Linked DNA regions of Zea mays: region 1 is linked to region 2. A link is a contact called in public Hi-C data. All regions are on one chromosome and are shown on one strand. The core of a region is the stretch at or near the end of the contact, and the rest is flanking DNA. Distances in the headings are between cores, read along the strand shown. Region 1 holds the start of LOC100279038 (Nucleobase-ascorbate transporter 3). Region 2 holds the start of LOC100274516.

Region 1 (5,217 bases), core at 243-2,742, 150 kb before region 2:
TTCTACGCTCTCGCCTTTTCCCTCACTCCCTCTGCCTGTGCTCTCTTCTCGCTTCTTATCTCCTTTCTACGGCTGGCCCTCCCTCGGAACCCAGCGGCGGCGGGGCGCAACAGGACAAGCAGGGGATTTTGTAGCCTTGCGGCCTGCGGGGGGGGGGGGGGGGGGGGGGATCAGGAGAAGATTGCGAATTCGAAAACACCTAGTAGGCTAGTACTACCACTTTACACCTGGTTTAATCGCCGGTTTCTTTTTAGCAGCCGTGTTGATTTGCTTCCTTCCTGGTTACTCTACTGGATCACAAGCGTCCAAAGCAGAAGCGAGGCACCGCTCTGGCCGTGTGCTCGGTCGACGGCTGGACGCTGAAGGGGAAGTGCTGGTGTTCCACTGCTGGGAGGCGAACAGCAAGCAGTACAGCAGCAGTGGTGCTGTTCTCGTTCTGTGCTGGAGTTGGATGGCTGGACTGGACCTGCTGGTTGATGGGGTGGATCTGGGCTGGGCAGGACGGCTGATGAGAGAGAGAGGGCTGGATGGACTGCATGCATTGACAGTTCTTGTTTTGGGGAAGGGAGTATTGAATGCAGCAGATTCCCAGGATGGTGAGTGAGGGTGTCTTGTAGCATTGATCGCTGTGTGGGCAGGGCAGCAGTGGTGACGGTGGGTCAGTTCCAGGCAGGCCGCTTCCTCCTCCCTCATGTCTCTCAGTCTCATCATCAGTAGGAGTACGTCCGAGAACGACCGACTTGTTTGAGATTGGTGTAGTACTAGTTCTTGTTTTCCTTTCCTTTTTTTCTCGTAGAACACAGTCCCTATATTATTTTTATAATATTTTTGTCTCTATAGATTATAGATACAAAAGTCCAAATAACTGGCTTTAATCAAGCGAACAACCCCGAGAACCTTCTGGTTCTTGAATCTTGACCTTCATTCACGGTTGTGCACCACGGGCATTCTTCGTTGGACGGCGTGTTTGGATCATCCAGACACAGGGATGGTATGTACAACCCTGATTTTTTAAGTATAAGATACAGTTAAAAAACTATATGATTCAACTCAGAGACTCTAAACCTAGATGCAGAAAATAATATATATAGAGAGTCGTGTAGAGACAATTCTTCGCGAAAAACTGGCTTCTTATATTTTTTAATTAGTCTCCTAGAGACCTTGAAAAGAACACATTTATTGTGTGATTGACGCCCTCTCATCAGTAGCTAGCAGTGGCAATCAAGGATGAACACCCCACGACCCTGTCCTGGGTGTCACTGCCCTACGGATCTCTTTGTTACAGCTTTTTCTGAACGGTGCTAGTGTCTGTAGCACTTTCGATCCGTGGGGTGGTCGTGCCAGGTCGGATGAGGTGTGAGTTTTTGGCCGCTTGCTAGCTAGCTCTGAGTGACCGTCGAAAGGTGTCTCCCTGTCCCTGCTCTGCTCTCACTACTTCAGGGTCCAGTCCACACAAAAGCATGTTCCTTCTTAATCTATTTCCAGCAAATTACCATATAAAAGGGTAACTAATATATGTACACTGTGCATTATATGATGCAAAACAGTATAAAATAATATTTTGTGTAAGGTGAATTGCTAGACACGACCTTATTAGACGGTGCGCATTCTCTTTCTTATGGTTTTGTTTTAACCATAAATAACATTCAATTTGTTCCGGAAAACTTCATATTCCTAACACGGTAATTTTGTTTATTAGAAAAAACAACAAAATGATTCACTTATTTTTTGGAAGTGGATTAATAGGTTTAGTAAGGATGTGTTTGGTTTGAGAGATGAGGTGGTACATCTTCTTCTCACTCCTTATTTTTTTATTTGGTTTGTGGAATAAAATAAGTTGATTCATCACCACCTCATTCCTCATAAGCTAATAATTAGTATATACATGAGGAATGGATTGATTCCACCAAAATTTATGAGATGAACTCATGATACATCATCTTATGAAGCATAGGGTGACTCTACCAACCAACCATAGCATAAGTAACACACCGTACACTACACGTCACGATAAAAATAAAGTAGAATTGGACGCCTACGATGTAATTTACTAGTAGTACATGTTTTCTGTATTGCCAATATGTCGGTGAGCGTTGACATATGAAAAGGGGGTGATAAAAGTGCCAACAACACGCATGACACGAAATTTGTAATAAGTCTCTCATGTCTCCCTTCTCGTTCCTTCATTCTCTGGATTATCTGGGGTATATACAACTCATAGCTCTCGGACCAATTTTCTAAATATAAGAGGCAACTAAGATATCGTATGATATAACTCTGAGTCTTTAAATTATAAATGTAGTTAAGAGATAATATGTATAGAGAGTTGTACAGAGACCAGCTCTTCGCATAGATCATGTCCCTTATACTTCTTTTAGTTAACCACTATAGGCCTCTCAAGAGACCCCATATTTAGACCTATTGAAATGTAAGGTCGGGTCAGATTAAGGTCGAATCATGGGTTGTTTAGCATGGCTCGTGTCTCGATTCGTGCCTAGTGTCGGGTCGAGTTGGTTGGTGCCTCTCTGTTGGACATGTCGGGTTGGGTCAGGTTTTTTGGCTTTAGGACTGATTTTTTCGATTTTTGGGTAAAAAAAGCATGGCATGTGCCCAGCCATAAATTATTGCAGGTCAAAAATTATGGCTCGTACTCGCCCATTGTATTGGTCATATCAGGGTTTTTTTGGCTTTAGGACAGATTTTTTGGGTTTTGGGTAAAAACTCATGGCCCGTGTCCTGCCATAAATTATTGCAGGTCAAAACCTATGGCTCATACTCTCTCGTTGTATTGGTCGGGTCGAGTTTTTTTGGCTTTAGGACAAGTTTTTTCGCGTTTTGGGTAAAAACATCATGGCATGTGTCAGGTCGTAAATTATTGAATGTCAAAAAATGGCTCGTACTCGCCCGTTGTATTGGTCGGTCGGGTCAGGTTTTTTTAGGCGGGCCAGATTGAGTTGGTTGGGTCAGACGACACATGCTCAAGTCCGCCCATATTAAATGGGGTTGTACATGCCCTAAGCGTGCAAGATGGTGAGAGCAAGCGTCGACAAGTGACACAAGCGTAGGAGACGGTATCACGCAATGGAGGCCTAGTGGCACGAAACATACAATACAATTATAGGGGGCACACTAGGAAGATGTTGCGATATGCATTTCTAGATAGCCATATCCTTCCTCTTCTTTATTCCCTAAATCAGCATAGGCCCAAGTATGGCACAGAGGAGTTGATTCGACCAATGGAGCACTTCTCATCTATAATGGATGGGAATGTGAGCTTCATCACTCACCCATGCATGAGGGTGGTTTTAATCTACTCGATGGAGACCAGTAGCGGGCTGGCCACAAGCATGCATGTTTTGTCTAACGATTAAAAGTGGGCAGAAGGTATAAGATTTTGTCAAAATTGGTCGGTCTGGCATAGACTTGTCTCATATGTGTGCGCACAGGGGATGAGGGGATCGCGGTGGACTCAACCACACACTTGTTGAATGGTGATGGCCTATACCAATGGGAACAACGATGCACACAAGCTCAAAAGTTCTATCATAGAAGCTATAGTACAATAGGCTTGGAGCTCCAACATGGTTTCTATGTGTTCAATGGGCGCAAAGAGTAGAAGAGAAAGAAACAAACTCAGTATAGCTCATTTTTAGGATAATATGTGAAGCACAAGGCGAAGAACAACGATGATAGTAGGAGCTCGATGGTGGTGGTGGTGGTGAGCTCTAGAGTAGATGCACATATGTCAAGCTTCAAACGGCGAAAAGGAGGGTAGTGTGGTCGAGGCACAAGCATTTGCTTGGCAAATGTTATGTCGTATTGGCTGTTGACTCCACATGCCATATCAAATCTAAGAACCAAACATAGGATTATGTACCTAGGATAGAGCACCTTAAAAGTGTATTGATTTGGAAGTTTAATCTAAGAGCCAAACAAGAGGGTATAGACTTACGATCAACCACTTAAAAAGTTTATGGACCCAAAAAATCAAGTTTTTTAGATTCGATAGAACTAATTAAAATCCACACATAAGTTAATGAATCTTTAGTGCATTTAACTCTTTAGCTTATATCACCATGGAAATTTAGGACGGTGTAGGTCAATTTATAATCCTTGTTTCAAATGTAGTATCTCCATGTTTAGTATTTTACACAAAGCGAGAACAAAAGCGTAAGAGAAGTGCTACACTTATGCAGTCTTGTTGCATGTAAGGAGTTAGGATATAAGCAAGTTTTAGACACATGATGTTACATATGGTATTTAGAGCATCAACCATTATTACATATATGTGTACTATGTTATAAATTGCCTGTAGAGGGTATAATGCACACTCATATATGTCCATGGAGGGGTAATAAGAGTGGCGCCGCAATGTACCAAGAAGTGGTTTTGGATTCTTAGTATGTACGTGTGGTCAATTGTTGAGGACAACCCTTAGTGCTGATTTGGTGGATAGGGAATTGGAGGGGATCCATGTGGGAGGAATCCCCTCCCTATTCAAATTTGAATAGGGAGGGGATTACTCCCCTATGGATCCCCTCCAATTACATGTCCACCAAATCAGCCCTTAAGGGGGTCTAACCCATTATTAGCTTTTATTAAGTTGGACCATACATGGTTGTGATTGATGACACTACTAGCTAATAATCTTTGTCACCTAAATATAGTACCTCTAAGTTAACTCTTTTACGTGAAGTAAAAACTCTAACTATAGCACCTCTGAGTTAACTCTTTTAAACGAAGTAAAAATGAAAGATAAGAAAGATGGTATGCATATGCGAGCCCGCTCTACATGTGGATTCGGAGGACCATAAGCGTATTTTTGATGAGGTATATCACAACAATGCCCTAAGCGTGCAAGGTGGCAAGAGCAAGAGTTGACAAGTGAGACAAGTGCAAAAGACGGTAGCACGCGATGGAGGCCTAGTAGCACAAAGCATAAGACTATAAGGGTCAGTTCGACATAGACTTTCCCCAAATGTGTGTGCACGGGGATGAGGGGTTCATGTTGGACTCGACCACACACTTGTTGAAGTAGCGATGGCCTACGCCGATGGGAACGGTGGTGCACACACGAGCTCAAAGTTCTATCATAGGAGTTGTAGTACAATATGCTTGGAACTCCAACATGGTTTTTGTGTGTTCAATGAGCACAAAGAGTAGAAGAGGAACAGACAAACTCAGTAAAGCTCAATTTTAGGATATATGTGAATCTCA
Region 2 (5,019 bases), core at 168-2,667:
GACAATTTCTTAGGGGCATTAAGCTTGACATTGTCTCTCTGTTGGAAGCCAATGTCATCCTTAATGCCAGAGCGTCTCCCACTATAGAGCATACTTCTAGCAAATTTAAAATTTTCATTTTCTAAGTTATGCTCATTAATTTTAGCACTTAGTTGAGCTATGTGATCATTTTGTTGTTTAATTAAAGCTAGGTGATCATGGATAGCATCAACATTAATGTCTCTACATCTAGTACAAATGGAAACATGGCTAACAGTAGATGTAGAGGGTTTGCAAGCATTTAATTCATCAATCTTAGCATGTAACATGGCATCCTCATTTCTAAGATTGGAAATAGAATCATTGCAAACATTTAAATCCTTAGCCTTAGCAATTAAATTATCATTCTCAATCTTAAGGCTAGAAAGTGATTTATTCAACTTGTCAATTTTAGAAGTCAAACTAGCATTATCTTTTTTGAGGTTGACAAGAGAATCATCACAAACATTTAACTTCTCAACCTTAGCAATTAATTTTGCATTCTCATTTCTAAGGTTGGAGATATTATCATGGCAAATGCTAAGATTGATGAGGTTGTCTGTCGATGGGCGCACCGGACAGTCTGGTGCGCCACCGGACACTGTCCGGTGCGCCAGCCACGTCACCCAACCGTTAGGGTTCTGATGGTTTCGACCTTTGGAGCTCTGACAGATTTGGGCACCGGACAGTCTGGTGCCGCACCGGACAGTCACTGTTCACTGTCCGGTGCGCCTTCTGGTGCTGCTCTGACTCTGCGCGCGCTGTACGCGCACTGTTCACGTTCACTGTTTACTTTTGTAGACGATCGTTGGCGCAATAGACGTTGCTCCGCATGGCACACCGGACAGTCCGTTGCTACACCAGACAGTCTGGTGAATTATAGCGGAGTGGCTCTCCAAAAACCCGAAGCTGAGCAGTTCAGAGTTGATCTCCCTGGCACACCGGACAGTCCGGTGCGCCAGACCAGGGCAGCCTTCGGTTGGTTTTGCTCCTTTCTTTTTGAACCCTAACTTTAACTTTTTATTGGTTTGTGTTGAACCTTTGGCACCTGTAGAACATGTAATCTAGAGCAAACTAGTTAGTCCAATTATTTGTGTTGGTCAATTCAACCACCAAAATCATTTAGGAAAAGGTTTGACCCTATTTCCCTTTCACTTAGCACTAACATTGATTTAGAGATGCCTGACGAGGTTGATAAATGTAGAAATGAAATTGAATTTTGTAGGGAGTTTTGTAAATTTAGAGATCTTATTTACATAACTGTTGAATAAGAGTTTTTCTAGAAAACTTTTTAAATTCATATTTAGAGAGTTGTTTATATAACTATTTGGAGATGCTTTTGCATAAGTTTATTTTTGTAAGTCAATTCTTGGCCCATGGGCCAAGCTCTGCAAACGTTAAAAAAATTAACTCTCTTCTCGGGAGAGCCCAACTAGACTCGCAGTCGCGTCCATGGCGATCTTGGTAGGCCTCGTCGCCGTCCTCTCCGCCCTCTTCGCCGCCGCGCTTCGGCGCCTCCTAATCTCTTGTCGCCACCCCGCATACGCCGCCGGTTTCTTCCACCCGTACACCAACGACGGCGGCGGAGGCGAGCGCGTGCTCTGGTGTGCGGTGCGCGCCGTGCAGGAGCTTTGCCCGGACCTCCCCTGCGCTGTCTACACCGGCGATGCCGATGCGGCGCCCGAGGCCCTCGCCGCACGCGCTCTCGACCGGTTCGGTGTCCGTCTCCTCCGCCCGCCGCAGGTACGGTGCTGCCTGATCAGTCGGGATTGCCTCCTTTGTAAGTAAAGAGAGAAAAAAATGGATCTCGCTGTTTGACGTCGTGCAAAGTTGCATCGGCTAAGTTGAAATGGCTGATGTTAATGCAGCTGATTAGTTGTGCCCTGTGATTTCAGTTGAGCATTGTGCCACTTTGGAAATCCGCTTCATATTAGGGCCTGCTTACTTATACTGACTCTCAATTCTGCATGATATTGCTCCAGAAAATCTGTTATCCAGCGATGGTGGAACACTCGTACTTTTCGCGTGGCTCCCTGTATTCCTTGGCACCTGCTGTTAGCTGTGTTAGGAGTTATGTTCTTGTAGTGGAATTATGCTGTACACTATTCTTGCTTCCTACTTGAACCTTTGGGGCTGTACAAGGTTTTAAAGTCGGCTAGTCGACTCTAGTCGCCTGAGCACCGAGAAGGTGATTAATCGTGATTAGTCGAGCCTAGTCGTCCTATAGTTGTACCAGGACTGCAATAAAGCAATACACTATAGCTGTAGCAGGACAGCAGTAAAACAATATACTATAGCTGTAGCAGAACAACAGACTTTGAAAGTCTGAACTGTGAACTCAGAAGAAGTCTAAACTGATTCACTCTGAAGAAGTCTAATGGAGGAGGTGGAATGGATTAGTGGAGGACGGACGCGCACTGGAGGGTGGACTCCGGTGGGGACCTGAAGCAGAGGCGAGCGTCGCACACTAGAGGGGATCGGCTCTAGCAGAGGCCTCTGCAGCAGCCGCGCACTAGAGCAGAGGGGGCACAACCGGAGCAGAGGGCCGCCGGAGCCGAGGGGGCGCAGCTGCGCGCTGGAGAAGGGACGACGGCTACTGTGGTACAGATAGGGCAACACAAGTTTTCTACTTTCTGCAAAGATGGTGGGCCGGCCCATAGAACAGAGAGCGAATTACTGGCCCAAAACAGATATAAGCTAGTCGGACATAACCCCTAATCGGGCGACTAATCGTGATTAGTCAGTGACTAGGACGACTAATCGCTTCCTAGTCACCCTAGTCGAGTCGAAGCCCCTAATCGTGCTTACTCCGGCGATAAGGCCGACTAATTGTGACTAATCGCGATTAGTCGGACGACTTTAAAACCGTGGGGCTGTATATCATTGCTTCCTGATTCACAACTGGTTGTTGTTATTGCTGGTGTAAATACATTCTATGGTACAAAAAATAGACAATGGTAGCCGGCAGTTCCTGAGATGCGCATGTAAAATTAATGATATAGTCTGAATCCATTGCTGATAAAGTTAGTGAAATTAAATAACAATAATGCCAAATACAGTCTGAAAAAGTTAAACTAAGTCCAGTGTATGTAGGGATGTAATCCAGTATCATTATATTCAGAGTGAGGGAAATGTGTGTTACCTTTCTACTCCAATTCCCTATTGTGTTTATGAAATTAATTAAATAATTTCTTTTTGCAGATGTGATATACCAGCACTGTTAACGATTTGTTTGGGCTGTATTTTTCAGGTTGTTCACTTGAATAAGAGAAAGTGGATCGAAGCAAGCACGTATCCCCACTTCACAATGATCGGGCAAAGTCTTGGCTCTGTTTATCTTGCATGGGAAGCCCTTACTAAATTTACCCCGCAGTTTTACTTTGATACAAGTGGCTATGCTTTTGCGTATCCACTAGCTCGGCTATTTGGTTGCAAAGTCATCTGCTATACTCATTACCCTACAATCAGTTCTGATATGGTTGAACGTGTTAAGCACCGCAGTTCTATGTATAATAACAATTCTCTTATCGCAGGGAGGTATGCACTGCTCAGAGTGATTAGTTTCAACTCTTCTTATCGTGCACTAGTATATTAATACAGGAAAAAACAAGAGGCATTACTGTATCTGAGAAAAAAATTGCAAAACATGATAAAATCACCATAATGTGCTAGCTAACCATGCATGTTTGTCCTCAGTGCTGTCTTAATCTATCCTACGCTCTTTATTAACACATGCTTTGTCCTTCTTAAGATGTCACATTTAGATTAATAGGATCAAGTAATGTTCAACTAGTAATTATTTTGCCACTCATTGGTTTTTGCAATCTAGATGTCTTTTGCTGTTTCCGTAGCTATTAATTATCTTTGTTTCTCAATATGTATCAATCATTATATCTTTCTGTTCTTATGTAACAATAATGACCATGAAAACTAATTGGGCACTCATTCTACTGTAGCATTTGGCTATCCCGATGTAAAATCCTCTACTATACCATATTCAGTTGGTTATATGGTCTGGTGGGTTCATGTGCGCATCTTGTAATGGTTAATTCCTCATGGACAAGATCCCACATCACAAATATTTGGAAGATCCCAGAGCGTACTAAGAGGGTGTACCCTCCATGCGATACTTCTGCTCTTCAGGCATGTCTAGACTGCAGCCATCTGTGTTGCTAACTTTTCTTATGAATCCTAATCAATCTGTTATGTGCTCATTATCTGAACAAATTTTGGAAGCAAATTAACTAATTATTCTTCCTGATAACCTAATACGTCATTAAATTAAATAAAATAAAGAAAATTTTATTGGTTTTCATCTGAAACCTTTGGTTTACAACGCAGATGCTTCCCCTGGAAAGACCAACAACACCTCCTGTTCTTATTTCAGTTGCACAGTTCCGCCCAGAAAAGGTATATCATGTCAAGATTTTTTTTTTCCGAGTGCGCAGGAGAACTGAGTCCCATCATATTTTAAGCAGATAGAAAAGCTCTATAGAAGACCAAATACAAAAAAACCTCCTTACGGAGGCCAGTAGCAGGCATACACAAAGAGATCCATCAGAAAACAAACCAAACTACCAAAAAGCCACCCTAAAGATCTGCTAAGGGTGCAGCCAAATGAGAGAGGCCCTTTGCACCAGATATTTCCCATTTTCTTCTTTCCTCATCAGCAGTTCTGAGACTCAGAGAAACACTTGGATTCCCTCCATCAAAGACACATTTATTCCGATACTTCCATAAAGTTCAAGCTCCTAATATGTGAAGAGAGTCAAGTCCTTTTTTGGTAAGACCAAAGACTGCTCCTTCTACCTCTTCCCACCAGCCCAGGAAGGAATCTGCATCCGGCTGTGGTGCAAGCGAATAGAGACCAAATTTCCTCAATAAAAGATACCAAAATTCTCTTGAGAAGGAGCATTTCACAAGAAGATGGTACAAAGTTTCTTCCTCTTGTTCACATAAGGGACACTTCTCCGGGTGATTCAAGCCTCGTTTTGCCAACCT

What was found. Hi-C and Micro-C count contacts between places; a contact is called where the count stands out from the background.
Region 1: a contact with region 2 is called in a Hi-C map of ear, with 1.8 times the contacts expected there. The contact joins the promoter of LOC100279038 here to the promoter of LOC100274516 in region 2. A contact is called at or near these places in 2 of 25 Hi-C or Micro-C datasets (ear and tassel).

What each region holds. Positions count from the first base shown.
Region 1 is chr1:166,455,048-166,460,264 of Zm-B73-REFERENCE-NAM-5.0, reverse strand. It overlaps LOC100279038 (Nucleobase-ascorbate transporter 3), which reads right to left and starts at 1,492. Exons shown (of 15, transcript XM_008663185.4): 1 at 226-1,492; 2 at 1-143.
Region 2 is chr1:166,301,550-166,306,568 of Zm-B73-REFERENCE-NAM-5.0, reverse strand. LOC100274516 reads left to right here and starts at 1,417. Exons shown (of 7, transcript NM_001148873.2): 1 at 1,417-1,761; 2 at 3,269-3,555; 3 at 3,975-4,161; 4 at 4,360-4,428. The coding sequence starts at 1,471.